Linked DNA regions of Mus musculus: regions 2, 3 and 4 are each linked to region 1. A link is a contact called in public promoter capture Hi-C data. All regions are on one chromosome and are shown on one strand. Each heading gives the region's core, a stretch centred on a gene start, on an enhancer-like site or on the middle of the called end of the contact. The rest is flanking DNA. Distances are from core to core; before and after follow the strand shown. Region 1 holds the start of Meis3 (Meis homeobox 3). Region 2 holds the start of Bicra (BRD4 interacting chromatin remodeling complex associated protein). Region 3 overlaps Sae1 (SUMO1 activating enzyme subunit 1). Region 4 holds the start of Sae1 (SUMO1 activating enzyme subunit 1).

The links. Promoter capture Hi-C pulls out the DNA fragments that hold promoters and counts their contacts. Capture Hi-C pulls out chosen DNA fragments and counts their contacts.
Region 2: a contact with region 1 is called in a promoter capture Hi-C map of embryonic stem cells, with 21 read pairs. The contact joins the promoter of Bicra here to the promoter of Meis3 in region 1. A contact is called at or near these places in 9 of 39 promoter capture datasets (the C10 cell line, the HPC-7 cell line, cranial neural crest and 5 more), 2 of 484 Hi-C or Micro-C datasets (bone marrow-derived macrophages and microglia), 2 of 115 datasets of contacts at active chromatin or transcription factors (bone marrow-derived macrophages and microglia) and 2 of 9 other capture datasets (adipose tissue and liver).
Region 3: a contact with region 1 is called in a promoter capture Hi-C map of liver. The contact joins the enhancer-like site here to the promoter of Meis3 in region 1. A contact is called at or near these places in 16 of 39 promoter capture datasets (the 3T3-L1 cell line, 3T3-L1-derived adipocytes, the C10 cell line and 11 more), 19 of 484 Hi-C or Micro-C datasets (B cells, the Ba/F3 cell line, DN3 thymocytes and 12 more), 3 of 115 datasets of contacts at active chromatin or transcription factors (the HPC-7 cell line, T-cell acute lymphoblastic leukemia and pancreatic cancer cells) and 2 of 9 other capture datasets (adipose tissue and liver).
Region 4: a contact with region 1 is called in a promoter capture Hi-C map of liver. The contact joins the promoter of Sae1 here to the promoter of Meis3 in region 1. A contact is called at or near these places in 3 of 39 promoter capture datasets (cranial neural crest and liver), 16 of 484 Hi-C or Micro-C datasets (B cells, the Ba/F3 cell line, DN3 thymocytes and 11 more), 1 of 115 datasets of contacts at active chromatin or transcription factors (the HPC-7 cell line) and 3 of 9 other capture datasets (adipose tissue, liver and pancreatic islet).

Annotation. Positions count from the first base shown.
Region 1 is chr7:16,173,334-16,176,726 of GRCm38.p6, reverse strand. It overlaps Meis3 (Meis homeobox 3), which reads right to left and starts at 1,332. Exons shown (of 13, transcript NM_008627.4): 1 at 1,160-1,332. The coding sequence starts at 1,171.
Region 2 is chr7:15,997,361-16,000,773 of GRCm38.p6, reverse strand. Bicra (BRD4 interacting chromatin remodeling complex associated protein) reads left to right here and starts at 1,279. Exons shown (of 14, transcript NM_001081418.1): 1 at 1,279-1,380.
Region 3 is chr7:16,364,598-16,367,960 of GRCm38.p6, reverse strand. It overlaps Sae1 (SUMO1 activating enzyme subunit 1), which reads left to right. Exons shown (of 9, transcript NM_019748.3): 5 at 1,055-1,154. Among named protein-coding and RNA genes, the nearest start is that of Sae1, 22 kb to the left of the region's middle. Within about 2 kb of position 1,695, at least 128 of the 459 cell types and tissues checked have an H3K27ac peak or open chromatin away from gene starts, as enhancers often do. A contact at or near this core is called in the HPC-7 cell line, Th1 cells, adipose tissue and 4 more, where this site is marked.
Region 4 is chr7:16,386,005-16,389,385 of GRCm38.p6, reverse strand. It overlaps Sae1 (SUMO1 activating enzyme subunit 1), which reads left to right and starts at 1,490. Exons shown (of 9, transcript NM_019748.3): 1 at 1,490-1,745. The coding sequence starts at 1,636.

The DNA.
Region 1 (3,393 bases), core at 83-2,582:
ACTTTGCAGCCCATGCTGGCCTGGAACTCAGAGCAATTCTCCTGCTTTGACCTCTGGAGTGCTATTACACTACACACCTCTGAATGTCTTAACAATTTATCACATCCAACATGTAAATTCACCATACCCATATCCACACAGAGTTGGGCACACAGCCGACATGCACATGCATGTGATACATATGCACATGTATGCTATAGGGTAGGTTCTCCAGAGCATGCAGGCTTAGAGCACTACACCCCGAATTGCAAGAGACAACTACACACACACACACGCACACACACACAGAGAGAGAGAGAGAGAGAGAGAGAGAGAGAGAGAGAGAGAGAGAGAGAGAGAGAAACATTCACATATACTTACACAGAGAGACAGAGACAGAGACAGACAGACAGTCAGTCAGTCAGTCAGAGCGCACCTAGCACCAAGTTGGAATTGAATGAATGAGGAAATGAAAGACATTTAGCACAATCAGACAACAGTCAATAAATACATTTGGGGGAGGGTAACCCTATTCTACCATGCAAACAGTCCCAACCAGAAACAAGAGTATAGGAGCCAGATTTCTGGGTCCTCCTGTTACGGAATCACAATGGGGCAGCAGGACCTTTGATCTCCAGGTAGAAGACGGTTCTTAGCAGTGGGGAGACTGGGGCGCCAAGAGGCAAAGGGCTCACTGGTATGAGGCAGAGGGTCCTGTGTTCTCCAGCCGACCTGGGCGCACTGGGCCATCTGGGTGGCTGTCACTCCTCTTTTGCTTCCGCAGGCTAACTTCTCTAAGCATCCTGAAGTGAATTCACCTGCTCCCAGCTGCCCACCGTGAACCCAGACGATGGGGTCTTTACCTCCTGCCAGGTTCGTCTCCAAACCTCCCTACACTCAGGGCTCGCATCTCTCCCCTGCTCTCCCTTGTCTGGCAGCTTGGTGAGATGTCCCACCCCTAACCCCAGGGTGGGTCTCAGACAACAGAAGCCTGGGGAAAAGCAGACAGGAAGAGGGTAGAGATGGGGAAGACCCAAGAGATAGAGGGAGTAGGGGAGGGGGGGTGAGGGGGAGAGAGTGACAGAGAGGAATAGAGGGAGGGGCAGAAGGAACTCTAAGGGGCAAAAAGGGACATTTAGAGGCAGAAAGAGGCTCAGGGCGGGACGGCACAGTCACCTACCCTCCGGGCCATGAGCCGGCGCCGCCTGTCCTGGGCTCGGGAGGTCACGGCCTGGAGCTCATCGCGGCAGGAGGTCCCCGAGGTCCCCGCCGGGTGCCAGGGTCTCCGAGTGGCCAAGACCCGCGGATCGCGGCCGAGGGTGGCGGCGGCTCCTCCGCTCACACGGGCCCGGCCTGTGTCACATCCGGAAGTTCACGCGGAGACGCTTAACCCGCTGTCTGCCGGAGCGGGGCCTCCTCCCGAGCGGCCCCTCTCCTGTCTTGTCCCTCCCCTCTCCTCTGAGTCCCCTCCTCCCTCTCCTTCTCTGCCTCCCCTTCTTCCCTCCGTGCTGTCCCCTCCCTCCTCCTCTCCTCTTCCTGGACTCCAGGTCTGCCTCCACCCACCTTGGCCTTTGTATGTCAGATTCGCGGGGTCTTGTGTCTGGAGCTTCCCGCGGTCCCCACCCTCCCTCTTGGTCCTCACTGCTTCTTGCTCTCTCCCTGCCTGGCCGCCAGGGGTCTGCAGTAGCTTTTTGCCCCTCCTCTCTGGTCACTCTTCTGTCTCTGTCTCTCCTGTCTAACCATGAGACGGGATTAAAGCAAACCAGGCACAGGAAAGAACCAAGCTTATATTTTCGTTTGTCTTCTTGCTCCGTTTCTGTCCCTTGTCTCCCCTGGGGGGACAAGGGGGCTGTCGGCCCGAGGCTCCAGTGTGTGTCTAGAAGTGGCAAAGTATTGAGCTGCTGTGCTTCCCTCAGGGATGTGTGTGCCTCTGTCCTTCTGAGCCCTGTGTTCAGGAAGGCCCTTAGCCTGGATGAAGCCCTCTCAGCTGCCCCTAGGGGAGCAGCCTGGGACCTCCGAGCCTTGCGGGGGTGGGAGGGTGGGGGTGGGGTGGGGTGTAAATCGTGGGTCTAGCCACTGAGGCGGTGCAGACAAAAGCTGTCAGTCAAACCCCAAGACAAGCTTTGGAGTGAAATTCCAGTGGCAAAAAGTAATTGTGCCGGGTGTGTGTGGTACTCAGGGAGACTGAGGCAGGAGGAGCATGAGTTGGATGCAAGCCTGCTTATACGGTAAGATTCTGTCTCCAAAAACCAGAGGAAAAGAGGAGGATGTGGGTTGGGGGAGGAAGAGGAAGGAAGGAAAGAAAGGGAACCTGAGAAAGGGACAGAGAAGGGAACAGAATCAGAGAGAGAGAGAGAGAGAGAGAGAGAGAGAGAGAGAGAGAGAGAGAGAGAGAGAGAGAGAGAGAGCGCAGAGAGTGGAGGCAGCTGAGAGCCTGCTCACTGACTCTCTCACTGTTGGTGGTGTGAGCCCCGCTGGGCTAGCTGGAGGTACATTTTATGACTCCCATAAACAGGCCTCGCACTCCTTCATCTTCTCTGCTGGAAATAAAACAAAAGCCAGGGCAGGGGTGACAGGTGGGGAGGGCCTGAGAGGCTATGGAGGAGGGAGGACCCTGCTTCTTCTCAGCTCCTCTTATTGTCCTGAGTGTGCCCCTCTTTCTCCTCACCCTGTTCTGTCACCTGGGACACCCACAGATCCTGATGGAGTCCAGACCTTTCTCTAACATGCCTTTCACTCTCTGCAACAAACCAGGGCTCTAGATTTCAGGGGGCCTTGCCTGACTGTGGGCTTATCACACTGAGTGGGGTCCCCCTTCAGGTTTCCCCACTTTGGCCCTTTGAGGCTGGCGGGGAGTGGGGTTAGCTACACACATGTACCCCAACATAGGTACTGTGAGGTAGAAGATTAATCGAAGTAACTTTCAATTAAATGTGTAAAGACCCTGCCAGCTCTTCCCTCCCTGACTACCCTCATTGGAGATTTGTGGAGGGGAACACAGCAGTCTAGGGTCACAGCATTGATTTGTGTCTTGGGGCAGTCACCTTTGTCCTCATGGGACTGGATTTTTGGGTAGGGGGATGGCAGGGTCTCATGTGACCCAGGGTAACAAACTCTCTATGCAGTAAAGGGTGACCTTGATGCATGATCTTCCTGCCTCCCGAGTGCTAGGATTCATTGCTGTGCCCGATTCAGAAGCTGAGCCTGAGCCAGGGAGCCACCTCACTCAGTCTAAGGTGGAAGGAGGGAAAGGGGTGGACAGAGAAGGGCATGAGGGCGTGGTGGTGACAGAAATAAGAGGATGTGTGTGCCCACAGAGAGCTGGCTGCTGTTACTCTGAACAAGAACAATCTAACAGTTCCCAGCAAGAAGCAGGGGCTAGGGCTCGTGGGCATAAATCTTTTTAATTAATGA
Region 2 (3,413 bases), core at 30-2,529, 180 kb after region 1:
TGGGCCTGTCTGTGTGGCCAGACATTTTATTTTCTGATGAGTTCCTTATATGAAATGTCCCCTGGACACTTGTCAGCCATAGAGGCTATAGAGTGTCTGGCAGAGAGAGTCGATGTATGAGGTGAGCGCCATTAGTGACCTCAGTGAGGGGGCACTAGTATATCTGAGATAAGGTACCTTTGCCAGAAACCAAGGCCCTGCATTGAGTGGTTGATGGAGCAGTTGTGCCCACAGGCCTACGGGAACCTGACCCTTTATCCCCCAGGACACAGATGGCATGTTTCAGGGACTATTGTGGCTGCTTAATACAACACACCTGTTTCAAATAATAACTGGCCATAGGGCCAGAAGTTGTAGCACACACCATTAATCTCCATCCTTTGGAAGCAGAGGCAGGCCTTTATGAATTCCAGGTCAGCCAGGGCTACAAAGTGAGGGCATGTCCGTCCATTATCCCCTAGCCCTCCTCCCCACTTCCAGAAAAAGGATAGCCTCTAGAAGGCTGGTGGTGTTACAGCAGTGGAAAAGCAGCTGCCTGAAATTCCCCCATGTGAGGGACTGGGGGCGTGGCTCAGTGATAAAATAATCACTTAATTCAAACATAATTATCTGGGCTCATACCCTAGAACCAAGAATAATGATACAGAACCAGAACTGGGTATTTTATATTAAGCTGAAGTATCAGTAAGTGATTTGGTACAGTGTGTGCCGTGGTGTTACATATGTGTATGCACACCATAGACCTTGTTCTTCCAATAGTATGTAAGATTGCTTTGTGTGCCTTTAAACTTGTGGTTTTCTATCTTTCTTCCTCCTCTCTCTTTTTGTTACCCCTTTAAAAACTTAATAACGGGGGCCTGTTCTGGTGGGACACAGTACAGTCCTGGCATTGGGGGCTGAGGTGAGAGGAACTCAAGTTCACAGGCCAGCCTGAGTTACATGATGTGCTTTGTGGTAAGTAAACTAGTTAACAATAGTCCTTAGCTGTAATCCAGTTTAGCAGCAGTGGTTGTTTACTTCTTTTTAAGTTGTTTTAAAACATAATCTTATGTAGCCCAGGTTTACCTACAACTGTCCATCCTCTTGCCTCAGCCTCCCCAGTGTCAAGATTATAAAAAAAACGTGTTCCCTTGTCTTTCCAGACCTCCCGCTCTTTCCTGTCCTCACTCTCTTCCAGGCTCTTCCCTTCCTCCATCTCTCCCGTCCCTGTCCCTCCATGCATGTCTTTTGCCAGCTGATAACCTTCCTCACTCACAGCTTCTCTCCTTTCTTTCCACAGCTGGCCCCACAAAGGACATTATCAAAGTCCCCAGCCTGGGGCCCTGTGTAGACCTGGAGTGGCCACCGCACCCTTCCCTTCATGATTCGTTCATAGCACAGGTAACCAGGGAAGACCCTCAGTTCACTCTTGGAGGTGCAGTTGTTCCTCTGGGTACTTGTGGGGCCCACTGGCATCTGACTTGCAGAACCTGGTTTAGCGGCCTCCTTCAGTCCCTCCTCTCCAGCCTACATCCCCATGTACAGAGCTGTAGGAAGGGTGTCCCTCAAGCTTCACCTTTTCTTTCATATTCTATAATGAGACAATGTGAGTGTAGCTCAGTGGTAGAGCCCCTGCCTAGAATCCTCCAGTGAGGGGCTGGGGGCGTGGCTTAGTGGTAGAGCCCTGCCTAGAATCCTCCAGTGAGGGGCTGGGGGCGTGGCTTAGTGGTAGAGCCCTGCCTAGAATCCTCCAGTGAGGGGCTGGGGGCGTGGCTTAGTGGTAGAGCCCTGCCTAGAATCCTCCAGTGAGGGGCTGGGGGCGTGGCTTAGTGGTAGAGCCCTGCCTAGAATCCTCCAGTGAGGGGCTGGGGGCGTGGCTTAGTGGTAGAGCCCTGCCTAGAATCCTCCAGTGAGGGGCTGGGGGCGTGGCTTAGTGGTAGAGCCCTGCCTAGAATCCTCCAGTGAGGGGCTGGGGGCGTGGCTCAGTGGTAGAGCCCTGCCTAGAATCCTCCAGTGAGGGGCTGGGGGCGTGGCTCAGTGGTAGAGCCCTGCCTAGAATCCTCCAGTGAGGGGCTGGGGGCGTGGCTTAGTGGTAGAGCCCTGCCTAGAATCCTCCAGTGAGGGGCTGGGGGCGTGGCTTAGTGGTAGAGCCCTGCCTAGAATCCTCCAGTGAGGGGCTGGGGGCGTGGCTCAGTGGTAGAGCCCTGCCTAGAATCCTCCAGTGAGGGGCTGGGGGCGTGGCTTAGTGGTAGAGCCCTGCCTAGAATCCTCCAGTGAGGGGCTGGGGGCGTGGCTCTGGTGGAGCCCCTGCCTAGAATCTTGCTATGAGATGCTAGGGGTGTGGCACAGTTACAGAGCACCTACGAGGCCTGCAGCATCCACAATAATGAGAAAGAAAGGAAAGGCCAGGAAGATAGTTCAGTTGGTAAAGGAGTTAGTTCTCTCTGTCCTGAGCTATAAGTTTCCACAACTCAGGAACTGTGGTCCTCATTGTATCCAGTTCATGATATTGCAATGGAAAGACCAACATGAGGCCAGTGGATTGATGCACTGGAAGAAGGGAAAGATGAATGGATCTGTTTGCCTGGGCATTTCTAAAGTGCATAGGAGTTTAAAAAGACAGTGGAAACAGAGAGGCACTTAGATGATCAAGTGGATCTGTAATAGGAGATTAGTTAGGATAGGAGGACAGATTCTGGAAGGATAGAGAGGAGGGGACAGAGGCTTAGAAAGTCAGGTGGGCACTGAGGAGAGATAGCCCAGGACCCATATAAAGAGCAGGGCATGGAATCCCAGCGCTGGGGAGGTGGAGACCACAGGATACTTGGGGTTAGCTGACTGGTTAGCCTATCCTAATTGGTGAGCTCCAGGCCAATGAGAGACCCTGTCTCAAAAAGGCGGACAGTGTGGAATGTGGAGGGCCCTTTGGATGAATGTTTTAGGGCTGAGGGGATGTGGTTAGATGCTCTGAAGGAGTGGGTGGCTGATTGGCAAGAAGCAATTCTGTATGTTGGGAGGCAGGTGGGAAAATGCAGACAGCATCCATTCCTCTTGGGGTGCAGGGGTGAAGCAGCCTCTTCCTCCTTCCGGAGGGCTGACCACGCTAATCTTTGTCGTGGGCTCTGACTATGCTAGCCAGTGGTGAGCGCCAGATAGCTCCAGACAAACGTTAGCCGTCCGCATCCTCATCATTCAGCAGTGGAGGCCACCCCCACACTGCCACTTCTCTGGCCCAGCCTTGTGACCCTCCCTGTTCCTGCCGCCTCAGTCCCCACTGCCACACATCATGCCTGTCACCTTTCTTTGCTTGAGACCCGCACCGCATAGGTCTCAGGGATTCACCCAGGAATGTGGTGGCCCTTTCTCTTGCTCTTATCCCACCCTCCCTCCCTTGCTCTATCCCACTGATACTCAGAACAGGCCCCTACCGCACC
Region 3 (3,363 bases), core at 446-2,945, 190 kb before region 1:
TGCCTTGAAAAGCTCCACGGTTCAGAGCCTACTGTGGAGCAGACAGACCTTATGCCTTGTTTGGAACATGAAGCTGCAGAGCCTAATTCTCACATGACAAGACCTGCAGTGTTTTTACTTACTACCGTTTTCAAGAGAAAGATGGCAGACGGTATTTATAAAACTATGAGCTGAATATATGGCCACGATTCATTATATTTTTATTCTCTTGCTTGCTCTCTCATCTCAATCTCTCAAACAGCATCTGAATCCTACCTTGCCACTGAGTGATACAGTTGGGCACAGCTTCCTGCTAAGCAGTGCTCCTATTGTTCAGCCTCTCCAGCAAGTCATTGGTATTTCTCTGGCCCACAAGTTTCTTGGCTGGTGCACACCTTAATCCCAGCATCTGGGAAGCAGAGGCAGGTAGACCTCTGAGTTCAAGGCTAGCCTGATCTACAGAGTGAGTTCCAGGACAGCCAGGGCTACACAGAAAAACCCTGTCTCGAAAACCAGTGGGGGAGGGGGACAACGACGACAACCTTTGAAAGGGGCAAATGTGTTCTCGCCATCTCCTACCCTAGCCACCCAGCAGCTTTAGAAAGGTCTGATTCTAGGAGTGCAATGAATTGCACAGTTAAAACAAGAGCAGGCTGGGCTACTCTTAACATGAAATTTCCACAGCACAAGGAGGAATTAGGTTTGGCTCTTTAGTTTTTGATTCTTCAAGAATGTTTGCAAAGCAGTCTCTTTGGCTTATGGGAGCTTGCTTATGCTAGGCAGTTTACTTACGTTCTTTTCCCATTATCACATCAGGGACAGCTAGTTTAAAAATGGCTAACTGATTTATCAGATCTCTCCAGGGACCGTGATGAGATTTGAGCTCAGGCCTCATTGATTCAAAAACTTTTTTGCTCTATTTTGGTTGTATATTTGTTTTGTTTATCAAGGCAGGATTTCTCTGTAGCCTTGGAACTCACTCTGTAGACAAGGCTGTACTTGAACTCAGCCTTTTGCTCATTACATTCCAGTGATGTGACTTTCAAACTTGGCTTCCTCCCATTGTCTCTTCTAGAGAGAAAACCAAAGTTGCCAAAGTAAGCCAAGGAGTGGAAGATGGACCTGAGGCCAAGAGAGCAAAGCTTGATTCATCAGAGACAACCATGGTCAAAAAGGTAAGCGAGAGAGCTGAGGTTGGAAACCCTGGGGCCTCGTAACTGCAAATGAGGGAAGCCTGGAAGAGGAAGTTCGAGAGTGGGTATAGCTACTGCTGATTCCAGGCAGCTCTCTCCTCCCGAGAAAATGGGTTTATATTCCAGATCCTTCACTGTTCTGACAGCCTCTCAAATGATCAAGTACTCTTGTGCTGCAGCACCGTGGTAGCCAGATGACAAGCTTGTGTAACTGATTTGGCATAAAAGCCATCAGTTTTGACTTCTAGTGTCACATGTGTCATGTGACAGTGACGTATGAGACTGGAAGTGGGTCTTAGACCTGAGTGTGGAGTTAGACAGTTGTGAGCCACAGTGTGACTTGAGATGCTCAGTAATAAAGTGTTTCCTGTACAAGCGCGCTGAGCAAGTCACCCCAGACGGCTTGTGCCTGTGTGACAGTGCCCGGGAGGGAGACGAGCGGTCAGTGTAGTGAGCACCAGGTTCAGTAAGAGCTCCTGTCTCAGAAAGGTAAAGAGCTGGGCTGGCACTGGTTATTGTAGAGGAGGATCTGTGTTCCCGTGGCAGTAAGCCCAGCGTGGTGACTCAGGCCTTATCATCTCAGCATTTAGGAAGTGGAGACTAAGGATCAGAAGTTCAAAGCTCCAGTTCCAGGTTAGCTTGGGCTACCTGAGACTTTGTCCCCAAACCAACAGAAAGGTCTTTAATATGTGGATAGTAATTGCTGGTGTTGTGTGGGTCTCCCCCCCCCCCCCCAAAAAAAAACAAAACAAAACAAAACAAAAAACCATTGGGCGTAGAACCTGGGGACTTAGACATGTGTTTGGGTCTAGTGCAGTGTTTAATCTCATTTTAGAGAAAGCAGTTAGGAAAGCAAACAGAAGGCAATGGTTTCTTTAGCCGGTGTTAGACAAGAAAATCTTGTACTAGGGAAAGCAATTTGAAGTGGCTGGTATTGGTTTCACAAAACTGAGAAATAATGGGACCAAACCCATATTTAAGGAAAGCCGTTGGTTGGAACATTCATTTAAAGTTTCATTGAGGGTTAGAGGTTCTGTGCAGGTTCCACAGCACTGGGACTAAGTTTTCTAGCAAGACAAAACTGCATTTTCTGTCCCTTACTTTTGTGTTTGTGTTGGGATAGCTTTATCTGTGAGCCTGATGCCGAGGAATTATTAAGCTCTAATTTTAGTGTCTATTCACAGGACTGTAATTACCCGGAGTGAACAAACCTGGAGTCCTTTCTTTTTGAGGCCCAGTCAGGCTTTCTCTGCTGGGTTGCCTGAGTTTGGTGGGGAGAGACATTGTTAACAAATGGAGGAACACAAAAGGAGCTTTGTGGGCGGCTCTGTCAGTTTATAAATCACACCCTCTTACAAGTGTGACACTTGGCCCTGGTGTGAAGGGTTTTATGGCTTAAGGGCCTTCTCTGATTGAGGCCCACATTTTGCATTCATATGGAAAAAGCCCTTGCTTTGTTAGCCATTCACAGCTGGAAGTTTCCCTGGAATCCCTTCTGATGATGCCCACTAGGGTGGATATGGAAGCTTCATTTGGGAGCCACTTTTCTGTCACTATGAGGAGAATGTGGGGACCCCAGGCCAGTACTTGGCAGTCTTGGTGTGCCATTCCTGAGCGCTCTGCCGGCACTTTGCCCTTTGTGCAATGTCTTCCTTACAGAGGGCAGAAATTGAAGATATCAAAATATTCCCCAGCTGACATTGTTAGTCAGCTGTTACAATGGGACTATTCAGCTGGGATTCCAACCCTGAGCTCTTGAGGGCGCACAGCATGCAGCACATTCCTTCTGACAATCCCCTGGATTCCAGACCTTGGCTTTGTGTCTCACCAAGAACACAGGGCAAGGACAGGGTGTGGCAGTGTTTGGCCTTGTGGCTTTGCCACCTGGTAGTAACAACTTCTCTATTTGGAGAGAGAGGGCCTTGGGATTTTATTTTACTTATTTATAATTTTTTTGAGTGTGTCAGTCCTGGCTGACCTGGAACTCAGAATGAAGACCAGGCTCACCCAATATCTTCCTGACACCAGGCCAAGTGGCCCTGTGATTTTGAAGTTTTGTCTAGTTAAATTCCTTCACCCAGATTTTAAGGTTTCCTAAATTGTACAGAATAAGTAGTTGGGTTCTATTCAGATTGCAAGATGGGGTGAGGGAAGCAGCTACTTCCTGTTTCCTGTGAAAGGTGTCTGTCAG
Region 4 (3,381 bases), core at 241-2,740, 210 kb before region 1:
ACTCACAGATCCACCTGCCTCTGCCTTCCAAGTGCTGCTATTAAAGGCATATTAAAGGCATGTGTAACCATACTGGGATTTATTCTAATTTTTTTTTTTTTTGAGGTAGAGTCCTGCTATGTGGTCCAGACTGGCTTTGAACTCTGTTTTTTTTTTTTTAAAGATTTATTTATTATTATATCTTAGTACATTGTAGCTATCTTCAGACACACTAGAGGAGGGCATGTGGTTGCTGGGATTTGAACTCAGAACCTTTGGAAGAGAAGTCAGTGTTCTTAACTGCTGAGCCATCTCGCCAGCCCCAGCTTTGAACTCTCTCTCTTTTTTTAAAGATTTATTTATTAATTTTATTTATGTGAGTGCACTGTAGCTGTCTTCAAACACACACCAGAAGAGGGCATCAGATCCCATTAGAGATGGTTGTGAGCCACCAGGTGGTTGCTGAAAATTGAACTCAGGACCTCTGGAAGAGTAGTCAGTGCTCTTAACCACTGAGCCATCTCTCCAGCCCCAGCTTTGAACTCTTTTTTGTTTGTTTGTTTGTTTGTTTGTTTTTGTTTTTTGAGACAGGGTTTCTCTATATAGCCCTGGCTGTCCTGGAACTCACTCTGTAGACCAGGCTGGCCTCCAACTCAGAGATCTTCCTGCCTCTGCCTCCAGAGTGCTGGGATTAAAGCTCTGGGCAGCCATCATCACCCAGCATCAGCCTTGGTTTTTGACCCAGGATATCTTCATTGGGATATGGGTTTGTTGGTTAGATAAGTGTGGGTCTGAGCAAGGCCCAGAAAACCTTCTCCCAAGTGCTGGGATTACAAATCTGCACTACAAATTTGTTTGTTTGTTTGTTTTGTTTTTGTTTTAAATAGGAATATAGATATTAAACTCAGGCAAGCACTTTACTGAGCCATCTTTTCAGTCCTTGACGGTTTTGAGACAGGATCTCATTCGTAGTAATTCTCCTACTTCAGCCTTGTGAAGGCATGAATGCTGGGATTACAGGCACGAGCTCATAAATTTAGGTTTGCTTCTGTTAACAGGATCTCATGTAACCCAGGCTGGCCTTTAACTTTTGATTCCTTTCACTTATTTTTGTCCAAAAGCTGTGATTACAGGCATAGCCCACCATGATCAATTTGAGTCTTGCATCTTACATAAGGATTTGAGAATGTGTCAGGAGAGGAGAGGGCAGAGAGGAGTCCTTCCTCTTTTTCTGTCCAGGAGGAAAGTCTAGCTTTCTTTTGTTTTATTTTTTTCGCCTCAATAGGTAGTGAGCTCCATGTGTTGTTATTTTAAAGTAGTATCTTTATTTCACCACACCATCGATGCTGGAATCCCGGTGACAACTCGATCCAGATCCGCTTCATAAATGACCGCGTGGACATCCTCGAGGAATCAAAACACCCGCCACTTTTCTTTTTTTTTCTTTTTCCTCTCCGGGATTGATTGGCGTCTCCATCACGTGATGGGGCAGCGAGCGGGCCTTGGAGTCTTCGGTATCCACGTGGTCTCCCGCAAAGCACGGAGGTGGCACTGCGCAGGCGCGGCTCTCTGCGCAGGCGCAAGCGCGTCCCCGGTGCACGGACTCGCTGCTGGCGGTTAGCGAGAGCGGGAGCGGGTGAGCTGAAAGCCGGCGCCATGGTAGAGAAGGAGGAGGCTGGCGGCGGCGGCGGCGGTGGCATCAGCGAGGAGGAGGCAGCGCAGTATGACCGACAGATCCGCCTGTGGGGACTGGAGGCCCAGAAGCGGTGAGGGGCGCCGCGGGCATCCTGCGGGCCGGCGTGTGGGCCCTGAGGGAGTGGGTGCGGCCCTGTTGTGGAGCGGAGGCGGGATTGCTGCACTTGGGTTTCCTAGTGCTTCAGAACTGACGAATGGACGGTGTTTCTGCAAAGTACCGGAGGTGGAGATGTCCCCTGTGTAGTATTGAGAGTGTCCTTGGAGGAGGCGGGGGAGAGGGAGGATTTGAACTTGAGGCTCCCTCGGTGTCAGTACCTGGTGATGGTGGGATTTAGGTGAGGCTTGTAGGGTCTAAGTGGGGTGAGCATTAGTGCAAAATAGGGGGGTGGCGGGCTGAGCTCATTAATTTCTATGCATGGGAACCTGTGTTGGACGCCCTGGGGACTTGACAAACCCCACAGGCTCCTCTAGAGGAGTGCTTGAGGGCAAGTCCTGACAAAGGGACCCCTGGAGAGGCGCAGAGTGGCCCAATTTATTCAGCACACAGCTACAGACGTTGGGTTGTTTGTTTGTTTGTTTGTTTTTCTTTCCCCTTCCCCCAGACCAGGTTTCTCTCTGTGGCCCTGGCTGTCCTGGGCCTCGCTCTGTAGACGATCTCAAACTCAGAGATCTGCCTGCTTCTGCATCCCGAATGAGTACAGGGATTAAAAAGGCACGTGCCATCACGCCTGGCTTCCTTAACATATTCAAGTTATAAATTATATTTTGTGGGGATATGGTTGTTCATATTTTTAATTCTAGTACTCCTGAGGCAGAGGCAGGAGTATGTCTGTGAGTTCGAGGTTAGTCTGAGCTATGTAGTTCCAACACAGCCAGGGCTACCACAGTGAGATCCTGACTCAAATCAAAACAAACTCCAAAGGTAATTGTTTTTATAGCTTAGGCTGGCTTTGAACTTGCAGAGATCTTACTTGTCTTAAGTGCTGAGATAAATACATGCATCATCACACATTGGCTCCCTAGGCATTTTTGGGGGGAGCATTTTTTGGGGGAGAGGTTTTAGAATTTTATGTTTTGACTTCTCTGTACGTTTTCCATGGTGTTGATGTGGATGCCAAAGGACAACTTTGTGAAGTCAGTTCCTTTATGTAGATTTTTGAGGTCTAAACTCAGGTTGCCAGGTGTCCCCCAGGCATTTGAGACAAGCACTTTACTTGGTGAGGCATCTTACTTGGGCTCCTTGAGCATTTTTTATTGAACTAAATAGGCTCCTTCCCAACTTGAAGCTTATGTTTTGATGGGGACTAAGAGCAATATTCATAAATAATAAAGTTCCATAGTGATAAGGCTCTAGGGTAGTGTCGTACATACACCTGACATTGCAGCACTTAGGAGGCTGAGGATGGAGGAGTGGGCTCAAAGTTAATCTTCAGTACAGAGTAGTTCAATGCCATCGTGAGTTGTACAGGGACACCTAACCTCAAAAACCAAAACACGGGCTGGTGAGATGGCTCAGTGAGTAAGAGCACCTGACTGCTCTTCTGAAGCTCCGGAGTTCAAATCCCAGCAACCACATGGTGGCTCACAACCATCCATAACGAAATCTGACACCCTCTTCTGGAGTGTCTGAAGATAGCGACAGTATACTTACATATAATAAGTAAATAAATACAATCTTAAAAAACAAAAACACTGTCAGGCATGGTG